6 separate regions of the Mus musculus genome follow, and all the other regions are linked to region 4. Evidence: chromatin contacts called from public Micro-C and promoter capture Hi-C data. All regions are on one chromosome and are shown on one strand. Each heading gives the region's core, a stretch centred on a gene start, on an enhancer-like site or on the middle of the called end of the contact. The rest is flanking DNA. Distances are from core to core; before and after follow the strand shown. Region 1 holds the start of Ube2w (ubiquitin-conjugating enzyme E2W (putative)). Region 2 holds the start of Kcnb2 (potassium voltage gated channel, Shab-related subfamily, member 2). Region 3 holds the start of Stau2 (staufen double-stranded RNA binding protein 2). Region 4 holds the start of Sbspon (somatomedin B and thrombospondin, type 1 domain containing). Region 5 holds the start of Eloc (elongin C). Region 6 holds the start of Ly96 (lymphocyte antigen 96).

The links. Promoter capture Hi-C pulls out the DNA fragments that hold promoters and counts their contacts. A called contact is a pair of places that touch in the nucleus more often than the background predicts.
Region 1: a promoter capture Hi-C map of second pharyngeal arch cranial neural crest shows a contact between it and region 4. The contact joins the promoter of Ube2w here to the promoter of Sbspon in region 4. A contact is called at or near these places in 6 of 39 promoter capture datasets (the 3T3-L1 cell line, hippocampal neurons, liver and 2 more) and 1 of 115 datasets of contacts at active chromatin or transcription factors (large pre-B cells).
Region 2: a contact with region 4 is called in a Micro-C map of embryonic stem cells, with 3 times the contacts expected there. The contact joins the promoter of Kcnb2 here to the promoter of Sbspon in region 4. A contact is called at or near these places in 3 of 39 promoter capture datasets (embryonic stem cells, liver and stem cell-derived epiblast-like cells), 2 of 484 Hi-C or Micro-C datasets (both in embryonic stem cells), 2 of 115 datasets of contacts at active chromatin or transcription factors (embryonic stem cells and stem cell-derived neural progenitor cells) and 1 of 9 other capture datasets (embryonic stem cells).
Region 3: a Micro-C map of muscle stem cells shows a contact between it and region 4, with 8 times the contacts expected there. The contact joins the promoter of Stau2 here to the promoter of Sbspon in region 4. A contact is called at or near these places in 2 of 39 promoter capture datasets (cranial neural crest and liver) and 1 of 484 Hi-C or Micro-C datasets (muscle stem cells).
Region 5: a promoter capture Hi-C map of neural stem cells shows a contact between it and region 4. The contact joins the promoter of Eloc here to the promoter of Sbspon in region 4. A contact is called at or near these places in 6 of 39 promoter capture datasets (the 3T3-L1 cell line, cranial neural crest, hippocampal neurons and 2 more) and 1 of 115 datasets of contacts at active chromatin or transcription factors (astrocytes).
Region 6: a contact with region 4 is called in a promoter capture Hi-C map of liver, with 2.8 times the contacts expected there. The contact joins the promoter of Ly96 here to the promoter of Sbspon in region 4. A contact is called at or near these places in 4 of 39 promoter capture datasets (hematopoietic stem and progenitor cells, liver and pre-B cells).

Annotation. Positions count from the first base shown.
Region 1 is chr1:16,617,968-16,620,667 of GRCm38.p6, forward strand. Ube2w (ubiquitin-conjugating enzyme E2W (putative)) reads right to left here and starts at 1,324. Exons shown (of 6, transcript NM_025773.4): 1 at 1,270-1,324. The coding sequence starts at 1,284.
Region 2 is chr1:15,285,570-15,288,269 of GRCm38.p6, forward strand. Kcnb2 (potassium voltage gated channel, Shab-related subfamily, member 2) reads left to right here and starts at 1,356. Exons shown (of 3, transcript NM_001098528.3): 1 at 1,356-1,915.
Region 3 is chr1:16,518,025-16,520,724 of GRCm38.p6, forward strand. It overlaps Stau2 (staufen double-stranded RNA binding protein 2), which reads right to left and starts at 1,278. Exons shown (of 14, transcript NM_025303.3): 1 at 1,149-1,278.
Region 4 is chr1:15,891,386-15,894,085 of GRCm38.p6, forward strand. Sbspon (somatomedin B and thrombospondin, type 1 domain containing) reads right to left here and starts at 1,337. Exons shown (of 5, transcript NM_001033288.3): 1 at 1,054-1,337. The coding sequence starts at 1,267.
Region 5 is chr1:16,655,454-16,658,153 of GRCm38.p6, forward strand. It overlaps Eloc (elongin C), which reads right to left and starts at 1,412. Exons shown (of 4, transcript NM_026456.4): 1 at 1,369-1,412. D030040B21Rik (RIKEN cDNA D030040B21 gene) reads left to right here and starts at 2,099. Exons shown (of 4, transcript NR_037998.1): 1 at 2,099-2,700.
Region 6 is chr1:16,687,163-16,689,862 of GRCm38.p6, forward strand. It overlaps Ly96 (lymphocyte antigen 96), which reads left to right and starts at 1,294. Exons shown (of 5, transcript NM_016923.2): 1 at 1,294-1,457. The coding sequence starts at 1,346.

The sequences.
Region 1 (2,700 bases), core at 74-2,573, 730 kb after region 4:
TCTTCACCTAAGAATGCTACTGCAGGAAAGGCCAAAAGTACAAGCAAATGCAAAAAGAATACCATAAGGAAAGCTGATTGAAGGAAGATACAGGGGAAGGAGGGAAATGCGTAAGAATGCAAACCATTGCTAGCAGAGAAGCGCCAACAACGAGATCTTGCTTATTCTTCTAGAAACAAAAACCAAAAATTCTAAGGAAAATGCGGATGTTACTCGAGGATGATGTTAAAACTCCAAAAAGCGTTCCGCTGACACGCTACAAGAGTTCTACTCTCTCTTCCTATGTGCTTTAACACCGCTAGCCCTATCTGCAAATTAAATGCCGGCTATAGATAATGCAATCTCTAGAAACTACAATTGTGGTTGCCATCTTTGCCTGAAAATTTTTTCTTTTATTGGATTTGCAAGGGGGGGGGGGAATACATTAAGTTGGAAGCTACAAAAAACACCTTCAAGTCTGACAGAGCACAGGTTAACAGGCGTCTCCTACCAAACTAAGGTTTTAAAGGTCTGGGAAAGAAAGGCAAAGGAGCCACGGCCTTACCAATCCCGCAAGGGTGGGGCATCGCAAGAAAAAAAAATTTAAGAGGGCGAGTTTCTATCGAGGCCGAGGAGCAGGCCCACGAGCTCGCACGTTGTGGTAGCACAGGACGCTGGGGACAGGGACGAAGGGCGGCTTCGAAGAAGAGACGTGGGCTGCCAGGGAATGCCCAGAGTGCGGGCTGATAGAAGGAGGCACCCACCGGGCACCGGATGAAGATCAGAGAAGAACGAGCATGAGTCCGGCGATCCGAGGCTGCGCGTGGGAGGCCGGGCAGAGGCCGCGGAGCGCCGTGGGCAGGCGGCCGTCCTCGGCGAGGGGCTCTGCCGGTCTCCGGCCGCCCCGACCGCGGGTGACGGCGGCGGGCACAGCTGTTTCCACCCCGCTGGGGAGCGCGAGGGGAAAAGCATCCCGGCGGTGGCCAGGGAGCCGAGCGGCAGGCATCCTCGCGTAGGGGCGCGGAGCGGAGCCCCCACCGCGAAGCGCACGACGAACTTCGCCCTTTCTTCCCCCTAAGCCGCCTTTATGCCACAACTTCGCGGCCGCTACTGTCCGCGGCCACCGGCCGACACCCCCGCTCGGCTCGCCGCCAGGCGATCCCCCGACGCCCCGAGGTCAGGGAAGGTCGCCCGGAGCCAGGCCCAGAGGTCTCGGACGCCGACCCCGCGCAGACGCTCACCTCGTCTCGATGGCCCCCTCGCCCTCCCCGCTGCAGCAGCTCCGCTCACCTGCATTGACGCCATGATGAAACCATCCCCCCAAGGCCAGCGAGGCCCGAGACGCAGGGGGCGGAGCCGCCGTGCTCGCGTCACGCCGCGGGGGCCCAACATCCCGGGCACGGGGGTGGAGTCGCCGATGGGAAGGGGCCCGCGTGTCCGATTGGCTAGCGCGCGGGTGCCCGGGGCGGGGCGGGGCGGGGCCAGGCCGGGCTCCCTAGGTACCTTGCATCCCAGCCAATTTATACGCGGGCCCACCCTCAGTGCTGGCGGAGGCGCTGCTCCAGGTCGGACTGAAGCGTTATGCCGAGGTCACAATGCTGTCCGGGCATTTGGCAGGGAGGGGATCTCATTTTGTTTTTCCAGCTACAAGTGTAAGATTTACAGCCCACCCCCTTCATATGTCTTTTTTACACCTACCGTGTTTTCGCTCCTGAGGCAGATACAACTTCGCCTGGAGATGCTTTCTGGTATTTGCAGACCTAGGAAGCTTCTACTTTGAGGGGCAGAGAGTCACAGGTTTCCCTATAGGACAGAATGAAAACTGAGAGCAGTGATCTTAAAAGCAAGAACAATTGGATTTGAAACGTGCTGGAAAGGGAAGGAGGGTGAATAATGGAGTTCCCTTTTGTGTGCAATTTTCTAGTTCCCTAACCCTCTAAATTGTAAAGTCCAGGTATACCATAAGAGTCGTTGTTACATCAGTCTTACTTTTGATTAACAATTTGACTCTAGCCGTGAAATCTCAATATAATGAATATAGTTTACGTAATTTAATACTTAATACTTAATACTTAAACCTTCTGCCATGCCTAGATTTCTCTTCACCCTATTCTGTGGTGGGCAGTTGCATGATCAGACGACCTATGAGTGAGCTTGAGTAGAAATCGCTGAGCATACAGAATTTATTCTAGGAATGCACCAGTTCTGCCAGCATTTATCAGAAGTCACATTTTTAAAGCTCCTCCGGAACCAAAGATGTCGTTTACTTAAATACCAAACGAAAAATGGAAGCCAAAAGCTTGCACCTCATGTCCTGTCTCTAAAGGAATCAGAGAGGATGGCATGTTGAGTAGAAGGCTTTTACTTTACCCGGATGAAAGTTTAAATCTTTATTTTTATTGACTTGGCTTCATTTTTAGACATTTCTCTAAAATATAAATATAATGGTGATGTAGGTTATCACTCTCACACTTAAGCTAGAGCACGATGTTCCTCTGAGAACATCCGTAAGGAAATGTGTTCAAGAGAGGAAAAGATGTCTAAATCTGCCAGTTTTTCTGTGGTGTAATATTCAAGACGGTTTCTCTTCACCATGGAGGAACTTTTCCATGGGGTTTGCATGACTTGGAGTACAGGACTCAACCAGAAGCATATCCGCTATCAGTTCAGGTATGTCGTTACCATCACAACATGGAACAAAGTGCCCACATAGCCCAGTGA
Region 2 (2,700 bases), core at 106-2,605, 610 kb before region 4:
TGGTCCAGTGGTTGAGAGATCTTAGGGGTCCAGATTGAGACTGCTGGTTCTCCTACAGGATCACCTTTCTCCTCAGCTTCTTTCACTCTTCCCTAATTCAACAACAGGGGTCAGCTGCTTCTGTACATTGGTTGGGTGCAAATATCTGCACCTGATTCTTTCAGCTGCTTGTTTGGTCTTTCGGAGGGCAGTCATGATAGATAGATCCCTTTGTGTGAGCACTCCATAGCCTCAGTAATAGTGTCAGGCCTTGGGACCTCCCCTTGAGCTGGATCCCACTTTGGGCCTGTCACTGGACCTTATTTTCCTCAGGCTCTTCTCCATTTCCATTCCTGTAATTCTTTCAGACAGGAACAATTATGGGTCAGAGATATGACTGTGGGATGGCACCCCCCTCATTTGAAGTCCTGTCTTCCTGCTGGAGGTGGACTCTATAAGTTCCTTCTCTCTACTGGGGGGCATTTCATCTTTGAGTCCTGGGAATCTCTCACCTCCCAGGTCTCTGGTGGACTCTGGGGGGGTCATAGCACCCCTGTGGGAAACAAGAATCAGAGTGTCTAAAGAGTCCTACCCAGCTTTAGCCTCAGACACAGAAAGGCCAGTGACTCCTGGATATGGTCCTGAATAGAGCTGGAGGATACAGAAGTGAAGTCAGATTCCACCTGGGCTCCTTTTTATCCGAGAAACTTCTTTTGTGGGAAAATACTCCGTGGCCCATCCTCAGGAGCCATATGTCCTTGTCCCAGTTCCCCATGGTGGAACAAGGAGCACTGGTTCTGGTCGCTTAGGGGTCTGGCAGCAGGAGAGCACAGCAGATGGAAGAGAAAGGCCAGGAAATCCATGAAGCTGCGGGAGCATCTCGACGGGCTTACCAGGGCTTCCCCGGCCGCGTGTGTGGGGTGGCCGCCGGGCTGTGGACCCCTTGCCTAGTGTGTCCGTGTGCAAGCCACCAAGAGAGACAGGTGGGTGTGGAGCCCGGACCCAGGCGGCCGCAGGAGCCTAGGGAGGATCGGGCGAGGTGTGGGCGGCGCCCGACCGTCCGCGCCCGGGCCGCACCCTGGGCACCGGGGGCGCTGTCTCCTGCCGAGCTCAGGCGCCGGGAGGCCGAGCCTGGCGTTTCCCAGGAGGTGCCGGGCCAGCGGTGCATCCCCGCCACCCACCCCCGGGAGCTGCGATTGCCTGGGAGTCGCTGGAGGAGGAGAAACAGAGAGAGGCGCTGGCGGCCGCTCTGCCCGCGGGTGCGCGGAGCGCGGAAGGCGGAGCGCGAGGCTGGGTGGCCGCGGGCGTGTGTGCGCGCCTGGCCGGAGAGCTACGGGGCGGGGGACCCGCGCCCGGAGCGCCCCGCCTGGTTTTTCGCGCGGAGCCAGCGTCGCTGCTGCACAGACACACACCCACCGAGCTCCACCGAGTGCCCCTGAGCACCCGCCGCCCCCGCTGGCCACAGCCGCTCCTCCGGCAGCGGGATCCAGCGCCAAGTCCAGGGCTGGTGCGGCGCGCAGAGAACCTCTTGATTTTTTTTCCCCCTTCACTCCAGCCCTCTCTGGTCTGGGCGGCGGCGGCGGCGACAGGGGGATGGGGGCTCCACGCGGGGAAAGGCGGGTGACGATCGAGGAAGATTATTGTTCTTTTTAAAGGATGCCTTCGCTTCTTACCAATGCGGCTTCTGTGAGCCCTTTTACTAGAGACTGCGAACCGGAGTGAGATATGTAAAGAAGGAAGGAAAGCTGCCTGGAGCTCCAGCCAGCCGGGCAGACCCTCCTCTCTGTGGAGGGGAGGGGGATTTCCAACGACACATCATTGGCAAAAGGGACCTTTGCAAGAGAGGAGTCCTCTGAGGGAGCAGGGAATCCCACAGCCCCCTGTGGCACAGGAGCCAGAGCTGCTGGCTGAGCAGAGCTGGGTCCGTGGGAGCTAGGTAAGTGACCTGGGCATTGCAGCTCCCCAAGAGCTCTTCTTTAGAGATGCTTCACTGTGGCAGTCTAGTGAGACTTGAGTTGCTAAAGGAACTGGAAACTGCCATATGGCGCCCAGTGGACTTACAAACAAAGCTGGCTGGGTTGTTAGCCCTGACAGATTATTAACGAAATGCTTCTTCCTGGTGGGGGAGACACACAAGTATAAGCCCCTTAAAAGCCTAACTTGATCAAAAAGATGAAACTGTTGTATGTAAGAAAGGAACCCCGGTTGCCTTCTCTTCCTGATCGCTTGATGGTAAATGCCACACTTGCATGCACACACTTGTCGGACTAGACTTAGGGAGTATGATATCTGTTGTGTATGCACAGTCCCCAGAATACAGAGACATACATGCATTTTATTCCTCAGTGGTGAGCAGTCTTGGTTCCTCGGAAGGAGCTAGAACAGGTCTTTAAGGAAAGCACTCCAAGGCTTTTTCCAATACAATATGTCAAGGAGACCTGGGGATACAGTTGCCCTGAGTGGCACTGAAAGACACCACCATCTGCCTCATCTTTTGTTGCCAAGACTTAATGAACCTTTTCATGATAGTACCTTGCCATCTATTACCTCAGATAAGGAGCATTTGTTTTCATCCATTCATAAAAAGAACCAATGTGCAATGTGCATAAACATGCCATTTATGCGACGTTTATGACCCCACAAGTGTTTTGACAGTAAAGAATAACATAGATAAGACTAATACTAGGATATTTTGCACAATATATGCACAGGTAGGCATCG
Region 3 (2,700 bases), core at 28-2,527, 630 kb after region 4:
AAGACCTGCTTTGTTAAAAAAAAATAGTCAGGTCTTAGTTTTTTCTTTTTTCTTGACTTGTGCCTTTCCTCTATAGTTCTATTCATGACAGTAAGTTGAATCGACTTAGAAAGGATGGGGAAGAAACATTCTACTGAACATTTGACAGTGTTACTATCTTTTTGCCTGCCCAACACCTTCTCTATTTCAAGTGTTAGCCCTCAGAAAACACAAGAATACATCAGAATCCAAGTTCTATTTGTATTAAGAAAGTTCCCTAACACTGGATAACAGATTTTTGGTTACTGTAATACATTTAAGGATCATCTGTACGATTTCTGTGAGATTTGGTCCCTTTTAAATTGCTTAGTGCATTCATACCTATTGGATGGTCCATCTCCACTCAAGTACTTCTAAGCTTTTTTGTGGCGGGGGGGGGGGGAAATAGGAGATAATAATGAAATCTGCTCATACTGCAAAATGTTGTACCTAAATAATTGCAAGGACTTCCAGACTTGGCCCCCACCCCCACCCCTCAGCGCACGCGCCCAACCAGACTCCCATTCCCACCCCCTACCCAGGTCTCCTAGTTCAATCGCCTTGACTGCCTCTGCGAAACTGGCCCGTCACTCTGCCCGGTCCCCCACCCTACAGAGACCCGGTCCTCACGGTAGATTCTGCGGCCAAGCTTTGTGTTTCACCCAACTCCCCACGCCCGGGCAAGGTCACTACCTCCAACTACTCCTTTAAGCCGAGCCGTCACGGTCCTAGTTCGCAGGAGGCTCGGCGGAACTTGCCTGTCATAGGGCTATATTTTGTCCCCTCTGCCCCACCTCCCTTCCCCATTTCGGCGAGTTACGTCTTCGCCACTTGCCCATTATACAGAAATAGCCACCGCCATCGCCCCGGCCCCGCCGCCCCCACGCCCCTGCAAGGCCCGGGTGACCTCCGCGCCCCCCGCCGTCGCGCCCGGCGCCCCCGCCCCGCCCTGCCCCTGCGGACACCTGTACGGCTCGCCGCGGCACACGCCCCCCCTCCCCTCCCCCAGGGCGGCCGAGGGCGGCGCGGGAGCGAGGCCGCGAGAGACGGCCCTGCTGGCTCCCGGCGCTCTGCCTCGGAACCCGCCGGCGGAAGTCAGGCCTGGCGGCGCCGCTCGCACCAGGATTTACCTGCGGGCCACGGACGCCCGGCAGACGGCTCCACATGGGCGAGCGCTCCAGAGCTCCGCCGACGCCGCCTGCTCCCTCCTCGGCTCCCGCCCCCCGCCTCCGCCTGCCGCCCTGCGCTCCCGCCGCGCCCTCCCGGGCCCGCGCCGCGCGCCCCCGCCTGCGCCGCCGCGCCCGCGCCACGCCGCGCGCCCCCGCGCCAGCTCTCTCTCGCGCTCTCTCTCTCCAGCTCGCTCTGTCTCTCTGTCTCTCTCCCCTTTCTTTCTCTGTCTCTCTCCTCTCTCTGTCTGTCTCTCTCTCTCTGTGTCTCTCCCCCCTCTCTTTCTCTGTCTCTCTCTCTCCTCTCTCTGTGTCTCTCTGTCTGTCTGTCTCTCTCTCTGTGTCTCTGTCTCTCTCTCTGTGTCTCTGTGTCTCTGTGTCTCTGTGTCTCTCTCTGTCTCTCTGTCTCTCTCTCTCTCTCTCTCTCTCTCTCTCTCTCTCTCTCTCTCTCTCTCTCTCTCTCTCTCTCTCTCTCTCTCTCTCTCTCTCTCTCTCTCTCTCTCTCTCTCTCTCTCCACCTCTCCCCGCCTCCCTTCGCGGTCGAGCGGCCATTGTTCGCCGCGCCGTTCCCGCCCCCTGGCGGCTTCTGGGACCCCCGCATCCCGGGGCGCTGCGGGGCTTAGGCCTGGGGTCTCGGGCCGCGCCGGGGCCCGTCCCGGGAGCTGCTGCAGGAGCACGCTGAGGGCGCCCGGCCCGCAACTGCGAAGGTGCTCCAGCACCGGCGGCTCAGCCTCTCCCGCACCCGCTGCCCCTGGGCTCTCTAGCAGCCTGTCCCCGACGCTCTGCTCCTACCTTTCCCGGCTCGCTGACTGCCCGCCTCTGCCTAGCTGGGGACGCGCGACCATCCCGCGTCCGTTCCACTGCGGTGCGACGTAGGATTCGGCGGATCCTGCACCTTTCTAGACTGGAGGAGGAAGAAAGGGGAGGAGGGTAGCAAGCAGCGCAAGCGAGCCCCCATCACCTGCTCCACGGCCCACATCATTCATCAGGAAAAAATGAATAATAAATATATTAAAGTTGTGTGCCCGTACCAAAAAAAAAAAAATCTTTAGAGCCAAAAATGAGGATCGTCTTAAAACACTGTCCTAGATCCTTGGTTTTTGAAGAGTGCTAAAAAACTCAAATTACTTGTTCTTTTGTCCTGGTTTAGATATGGGTTAGGTATGGCCAGATAACGTCAGCCTAGTTAAGACCAATGGATTTTAAATAAGTGGCACCAAAAATCATATGAAAAAGAAGTCTAGAAATAGAACTATTAGTGTATTCTGACTGGCATTATTCTTCCTGGGGTTTCCTTGGTATGGCTTGTCTGCCTGGGATATGTCTGTGAGCCCTGTGATTTCAGTCATATTTTAAAACCAACTCTACAAATGAGGCAGTATTTGTGGATCTATTACCTTATACACTGATTTACAATTTTTAAAGAGACAAAAACGTGATACTGTATGTATAGGCGAGATACCTGTAAAGCTCTCTAGCTAGAGCCTGACATCGTAGTTTCCGGTGATACAGTGTA
Region 4 (2,700 bases), core at 87-2,586:
CTGGTTCATTGACTTTTCCAGCTTCCTTTAGACTGAGGCAAGATGACTTGTCACGGGAATGGGGGGAGAACTTATCAAAAAGGGCATCCGCCAGTAAATCTTGGAGGTTTTTTGGCTGTGCCCTTCCACAGTATCATGGCTGGGTGACTGACCTGCCTGGGATTGACAGGCTCTTAGCAAAGAGGCAAGAGAGGCCTTGTTGCTACTGGGCCTCTCGTTCCTGGAGTGTGGCCCAGCCCTTGGGTCCTCTCCTCAGAAGTTGCCTAGGACTTGTGTGAGGACAAACCCTATCATATGGACAACTTTGGGACTGATCTGATTAGCAAGGAGCAAAGCTGCTTTGGTTTTCAGAGCTGACTTCTTGGTCACGGCTTGTTTTTCAGGACTGTGTTTCTCATTTCTTCCTTTACCTTTAAGTTCAATTAAACCTGCGTTGACAGAACCCTACCAAGGGGTACTGTGAGATGCTATGGGAATGTTAGATAAGAAAAGACCTCATTCTAAAGGGAAGGATCAAACACTACAGAGACTTGAGGAAAGAAAGTATCCTAAAGATAGTTCCAAGAGCACAGAAAACCTCCTCACAGGAAACAGCGGTGGTCCATGTTGGAGCCCACCACAGAACACCTCAGACCTCTAAGAAAGTGGAGGCCCCTCCCAGGGCAAGCTTGATACAAAGTGAGACAGTCTCATCTTCCTGGCCTTGTTAGTTTTCTCTATCCCCAAACTTTATGAGGTTGACAGAATGAGTGTGGTGACGGCTGGTCCAGGGACACACCCCTGACAACTGTCAGCACCATCCTTCCAGGCCCCAGGTGACTCTATGAAGCTAGAGTTCTTGAGTCACAGAACACATCCCAGAGGTGATCCCCACAGATGTTAGGGGGTGTGCTTCGGGGACATTAGATGAAGCCGACTGGGAAGCCTGGAATGGAGCGGGAGTTGGGGTGGGGGTGGGGTACTGGGATTGCGAAGGCTGATACTGGACTGGCCTGGAAGTGACCAGAAGATTCCTGGCTTCCTAGGGGTCCCTCCCGGCGCCCAGCCACCCACCTGGGCACGCCCTGTCGTAGTCGAAGCAGCAGTCCCCGGTGAGACGGCAGGCTTGGTCACAGAAGCATGTTCCATAGACCCTGTCCAGCCTCCAGCCGCGGGCGAAGCAGGCTGGGTCCCGGCCAGGACAGCAGCGGCCGGCCTCTGCACAGCCAGCCAGGGCCCCGGGCCACAGCCGCGCCAGAGCGCACAGCACCATCCACAGGGTCTTCATGGCCAGAGCTGCCGCGACACTTGCGAACGGACCCAGCTAGAGCCTCGGGCAAGAGCTCGGCTCCTCCGACAGCCGAAGCCCCCGCCCTCGGCCCTCCGCCCTTCCGCACCGCCCCTCGGCTGCCCTGGCTGTGCGCCCGCTCGGCGGGCTCTGGGCGGGTGGCACTGGGGCCCAGGTGGGACGCGCTTCTCCTCCTGGCCACCAGCCGACCCCCGACCACCCCAGGTGCTCTCACAGCCCGCTACCGGCCACTCTCCCCAGGATCCAAACTCTGCCTCCTTAGGTCTGGGGACGCGGTAGCCCGTGCCTGTTTGCACCCGGAAAGCCGCCAGAAAATGGATGGAGCCCCTGTGCACCCGGGCGACCCCCAAGCGCCCCAGCTCGCTCTAGAAAGCCCTCGGAGTCTTTTCCCAACTGTTTCTCCAACTCTCCTGGGCCCTGTCGGGCACAGAGAAGTATCTTTCTGCAGCATTTTATAGTGGCTTTTTTCTCACCCAGAAAAAAATGCTACTTTCCTTCACTTAAAGGACAAATTAATGAATACGAAGAAAATGATAAAGTAGAAACTGTACTCTGTTTTTTTGTTAAAGCCGATTTCCCAAAGAGAACCCCCACCAATAATGGTTTTTCGGTTTTTGTTTTTGTTTTTTTATAATAACTTTCACTCTAAGGTGTTCGTCTAATTTTGGAGGGTTTTATTCGCGTGCACATCTTTGTTTGTTGTCTTGTTCTTGCCACGTTGAGAATGGAAATTAGATCCTGACCGATGCAAGGTCATCCTACTAAGCGACACCCCACCGGCAACTTGTTTGTTTACTTGCTTGTTGAGATGAGGGACTTGCTACTTACTTCTGGCTGACCTGTAACTTGCCATGTAGACCAGGATGGGATGGTATCGAACTCACGAGAGCTACTGCCATCTGCCTCCCAAGTGCTGGAACGAAAGGCATAGGCCTTTACACCCAGCTTTATGCCCAAGTTTTTATATGTGTTTCTTTCTCTTCTCTAAATATATTAAGTTTTCTACACTTTATTCACTGAGATTAATTCTGGGAGTTTCACTTTTTCTTTATGACCTTAAATCATTTAATTAGCATGGTTTGTAGAAAGGAACACTTTCTATATCTGAAAACATAAGAAATCAAATTAAATTCAAAGTCTGGTTTCTTCCTTCTTCATGCAAGAGCTTCTCAAAGAGGAATTTCTGTCATTGGAGAGAAAGTAATATAAGTAGAAATTTTAAACTTTACTACAAGTGTGATAAAGCAACTTAGCAACCAAATATAAAAATTAAGCATGCTATGCAATGGACAAACCTACATTGTAAGGGTTGTATCTGATAAGTCCTGGTCTCAGATTGTATTGACCAATGTAGAATGTAATGCTATTTGATCATCCAAAGAAAATATACTCTAAAAAGAAAAAAAAAAGAA
Region 5 (2,700 bases), core at 162-2,661, 760 kb after region 4:
TGCTTGGAAGCCAGAGGCATACGGGCCATGCAAGTATACATGGTCGAGTTTCAGGCTAGCAAGGGCTACAAGTCTCAAAAAAGAAATGGATTTTTTTAAAAAATAGCATTATGAGGTAATAAACCAACATTTCTTGTGTGTGTGTGTGTGATGCTGGAGAACCAGCCCAGGGTCTCTGGACATTAGGCAAACATGCTACATCAAATTACCGACCCAGTCTGGTAATTAGAGAAATATCATATGAAGGATGAGAAGCCATTTATAAATTAAATAGGGGGATGAAGATATGGAGTAGTGGCACACAAGAGTGCGGACTCAGTGTAGTTGAGGTCCAAGGTTAATCCAAGCAAGTTGAAAAGATAAGAGCCAGCATGGCGGCTACACCTTTAAAACTAACAACTGGGAGATAGGCCTGGTGGGCCACACATTTAGACCAGACGAGTTACTGAGTACAACTTCCATGTCATCCAAGAGTACTCAAAAAATTGATAAATAGAAATATAGAAACCCCAAATTACTATAAATTAACAAACATCCATGATATAAAACCACAACAGTTTACTCATCACTGAAGATTAAATCCACTTGTGAACTTCGACGGCTTAATAACACATAATATAAACGAGATCAAGTATTTACCATCTTAGACCACTTAACAGAAAATAAAATTCAATTTGGGACTAAGAAGCAGATCTGGTAGTATGGACCAAGTTGTAAAACTATTTCAATTGCTTTCTACACTAGAAAGTGCAGAGTAGGCATGCTTGCACTAAATGACAAAACTTTCATGCTCACAAAACTGAAGAGTTCCTTAAGGGAAACTAAATAAATGGGCACTGTACCTGGCACTAGATAACTCCTTTCAGGCAAAAATGAGAGGTAGATAGATGCACAAATGAGCCAATGTACCCAGCCAGGCAGAAATTACCCAAGTTGTCCAGAAGGTAAACTTTCTTTCAGGGTCCTATAGCTTAAAGCGGCGAGGGCTCTCTCCTGGGTCTAGCGACTGATTTTAACAGTAAAACAAATACAAGCGCACATGAGGTAGGCAAAACGGAAAAGCGATCCGGCTGCCATGCTCTTAACTCCACCCTCCCCGCGCTCAGCCTGGAGGAGGCCCAGCCAGCCCGCACCTCCTGTCCTCTCCCCTTTCCAGACCCACCGAGCTGAGCTAGTTAAGGTCCCGCCAAACTCCTCTCCCCTCCCCCAAGCCAGGAGCTGGGGAGGCCGGAGAGACTCAGAGCTTCCGTTCCTTCCCCGCCCAGACGGGAAGGGGTGAGCAGAGGGATAACTAAAGCATCCAGTCCCAGCCGCACTAACTCTCCTAGCGAAATCAGATCCCGATTCCCACCATAGCCCGACACTCACTAGCCAGTCCCGCAGCTACCGCAGCCGTAACCCCACGTACCGCCACAGCCCCTATTCAGGGCCGCCCCCCTCCCACCCCCAGCGGCCTACCCCTGTGGGTTCCGGGGCACAGAAAGGAATTACTTCCGTCGCGTCACAGCCGCTTTCTGTAACGCGCGGGAGACTGGTACCTGGCAAGGCCGAGACGCGATCTGCCGGTAACTTGCGTCTGGAGGAAGTGCGTTGTGGGCAGTAAAACAGGCCCATTTAAGAGACATCGCTACCAAATCCCAACCAATGAGATGCTAGGACTTCTTGGTTCCCAGAATGCAGCGCCATCCGGATCCAATTTCTGCCGAGAAAAGCTGAGCCGGCGAGGCAGCAGTGCATTCTGGGATATGTAGTTTCTTACAAGGTTTCGGCTAGTGTTTGGTCCGAAGTGACACTGCATCTTGGGACTTGTGGTTTTCTGTGTAGCGCTGAAATTTTTGATGTCTTTAAAGCTTGTCTCAACCTCTTTGTTTAAAGTAATACACATCAACGGGCATCTTAACAAGCTCCCAATGTGTTTGCCTCATTTCCTCTCTTCCCGATATAGGTCAGTGTTTACTGAAATATGCCACGCCCACCCGTCCAGTTCTCGCTGCCTATCACCATTACTTAAATCAGGGCCCATTATTTCTGCTCCTCACCTCCCCAGTTCCACGCCCCCCTCAACCAAACCTTTTCATTGGCTTTTCCGTGGTTACCTAGGCACCTTTCCTAGAAAGCTGAAAAGCAGCTCAGTTAAGTTTCCTCTCTGCTGTTTTCATGGAGTGGGCTTGAAAACCTAGATTCAAGATACTCAGTTAATCAGTCGCAGCTGTGTAATAGTATCCCACAAAAGGAAGTATAGTATGTATGTGCTATTTGGAATTTCTGAAACTTCTCAAAGGGTTTTGTTTTTGAATTTTTGAGACAGGGTATTTCAGTGTTACCCTGGAACTACGAGTCCCAGACTAGCTATGTATTTGGGGACAATTCTATCTCCTTCCTTAGCCATCAGGCACAGTAATTTCCCTATGTAATCCTTGGCTGCCCTCCAACTCCAATTTATAATTCTGTTTCAGCCTCAAAGTGTTGAAACGACAGGTGTTGCCTACCATGGGTTGCTCTGAAAGTGTTTGTCTGTTTGTTTGTGTTTGTGTTTTTGCTTTATTTGATTTGGCAGCTATGTATGCTTTTATGGAATTGAAAGCAAAAATATAGCTGCGGCCTTGAATTAATTTTCAAAGGCTTTGGAGAAATAATGAAAGTGTTTTGGTTGTATCCATAATTCAAAGTAGTTTCATAGTAAAAGAGGCATTTGGTAGC
Region 6 (2,700 bases), core at 44-2,543, 800 kb after region 4:
TGGTAAACCATCCTATAAGGAAGAATCTATTTACCATATTATGCTAATGCATATTTGGGTGTGTATATAATTATACATTATATAATTATTATTTGGGTCCATTATGGAAATGGGCATATATAGTAGGAAAAATATTAAATGACATAATCTATTGATCAAAATAAAGAACCATCAAAACTATGCCCCTTGATTCAAGTGCCTCCTTCCTTTAGGCTTGATGAAAAGAGGCCCCTCACAGTCACCCAGTGGCCGGGAGTATCCTCAGGTGACCCATTGCTCTCACAGTATGCTCTGATCTTTCTATTGTTTTGCTTTAAATACAATTGCCTTGCTACCTTAACAGTTCTTAGTGAGCAGTTGAGTGTCACCACTAGAACCGGATTGTAGGCCACAGCTGTAAGCCTTCTTGGCTGCTAACCCTAAAGTAAGAGTCTGTAAAAGCCGTGCAGCTGAAGGAAGCACACTTTTCTAAAGTAGTCTTTGAATGAAATACACGCCAGAACAAAACAGCTTTTTCTTTCTTTTTTTTTTTTTTTTTTTAATTACTGGAACTCACACTTTTACCTCAAGATGCTACTCTGTGGAAGAGCTCTAGAGTCCAGCACCAACCCCACCCCCAACTCAACACTATTGCCTCAAGTTCAACCTTCCTTTTGAGTGCATTCTCAAAACTGGTGAGGTCCCAGCTGGGAATTGCTACTGACCCCGTGTAGGGGTCATCTTGCCTGTCTGTTTTGTGGCTGAACCTGTTTGTACTTGAGTAGAAATTGAGAGGGGGTAGGGGAGAGAAATCAGCTTAGATAGCTAGATGCAGCTTTCTAGGTCAGGAGAAACCGTTGTATGAGGAGGAGTGTGTGGGAGGGAGTGGCCAGCACACAGAAAAGTAGTATACCGGTGGACTTTCTTTCTTGAGACAGGATCTCACCTTATAGCTCTGGCTGTCCTGGAACTCACTATCTGGAGAAGGCTAACCTGGAACTCACAGAGATCCGCCTGTCAAGTACTGGGTGTGTGTACTACGGCTAGTGGACTTCCTTTTAAGTAAGGGTTTCCTGTAAGGCAGCTAATTGTCTCCCTGAAAATGTGCTGTTTTAAAGTGCTGGATACTTTAGTTTACACTGAGTATTAAGAAACAGTATATTCTAAGTCATTTTTTTCTTCTCTTGCCTTACAGGAAGTGCTCAGATATGAAAACAAATGCACAGTCACACATGCAAATAAAAAGAGGAAGCAGTTGGATGGGAGCTTCCAAATCACATGACTGCTGACTAAGTTAAATCTGTCCTCCTTACTGTCGAGTCCGATGGTCTTCCTGGCGAGTTTAAAGTATCGGAGATATTAAATCATGTTGCCATTTATTCTCTTTTCGACGCTGCTTTCTCCCATATTGACTGAATCTGAGAAGCAACAGTGGTTCTGCAACTCCTCCGATGCAATTATTTCCTACAGTTATTGTGGTAAGTGGCCCGGCAACAAAGAGCTGCGGCGCCAACTATTTCGAGAGAAAGTTTCCACTGAACCTGAAGCTGGAGGGCTGGCAGGAACGCTGCTCCAGCAGTGAGCCCGCTGCGGTGTGGGGTGGGGGTGGAGCAATGCCGACCACTTCCGGGTGCGGATCATCCTTTCCCTCTCCCAACCCCCCCCCCCCCCCCCGCGTTTCCCCAGGACCTCTGAATTGCTTTTTACCTCTGTTGCTGTCTTGTGGTTAAGCTCTCTCCACTCGGAGCTCGGTTTCAGGTTCTTCTTAGTTCTAGTTTGCTTCTGAGTACCAGCCCCGACACAAACTGGTTCCTCTTGAGGAGGCTAACCCACAGTGCTTCCTGGTGGGGTTGTAGCTCCAGCCTGTGGTCCTAGAGTGCTCTTGGAAGCATCCTTCTTCCTCCCCAACTGTGTGACCTTGAGCAAAATACTTAGACATTCTCAGCCTCACTTTTTTTTTAATTTGCAAAATGAAAGTTATTTTAGAATTCACTGTATGAGTCACTTGACAAATAATGATTTTATTTGATTTCGAATAGTGATTTTTAGATTTATGCAGTAATTATTACTCTATTGAAATCTGTTTTGAGACAGGGTCTTTCTATATAGCTGTAACTACCTGGAATTCACTATATAGGACAGGCTGGGTTGGAAATCATAGAGATCTGCCTGCCTCTACCTCCTGGAATTAAAGGCATACGTTGCCACGCCCAGCTTATTTTATTATTTTTTTCAAAGTATCACTATATAACATTGGCTGGCCGGGAACTCATAGAGATTGATACATATGCCTCTGCCTTTTGAGTTATTTGCTTATTTTTTTGAGACAGTGCCTTATTCTGTAGTACAGGCTGCCTAGAACTGACTATATAGCTTATGCTAGCCTCAAACTCATGCTCCCCGTTGCCTCGACCTCTCCAGTGCTAGAGTTGCAGATATTTTTCAGCTGAGCTAAACTCTGGTGCCATTGGATCATAGTTAACGCTATGGCCACATTACAACTTGTCATTAACAAATGCCTGGGACCAGAAAACCTAGTACAGGGCTTGAGAGCTGTTTCAATCTGTTTCCTCTTTCTGCTGCTCGCTCCGTTAGTTGTCCATTTTCTGCCCCTTCTAGGAATGTCTTCGTGGCTGGAAGGTGGTGCCTTCCAAAATGACAGTTCTAGGAAAAGCAAGATCATAGCCTAGTTGTCTGAAAGTGGAGCAGGGAATTTATAAA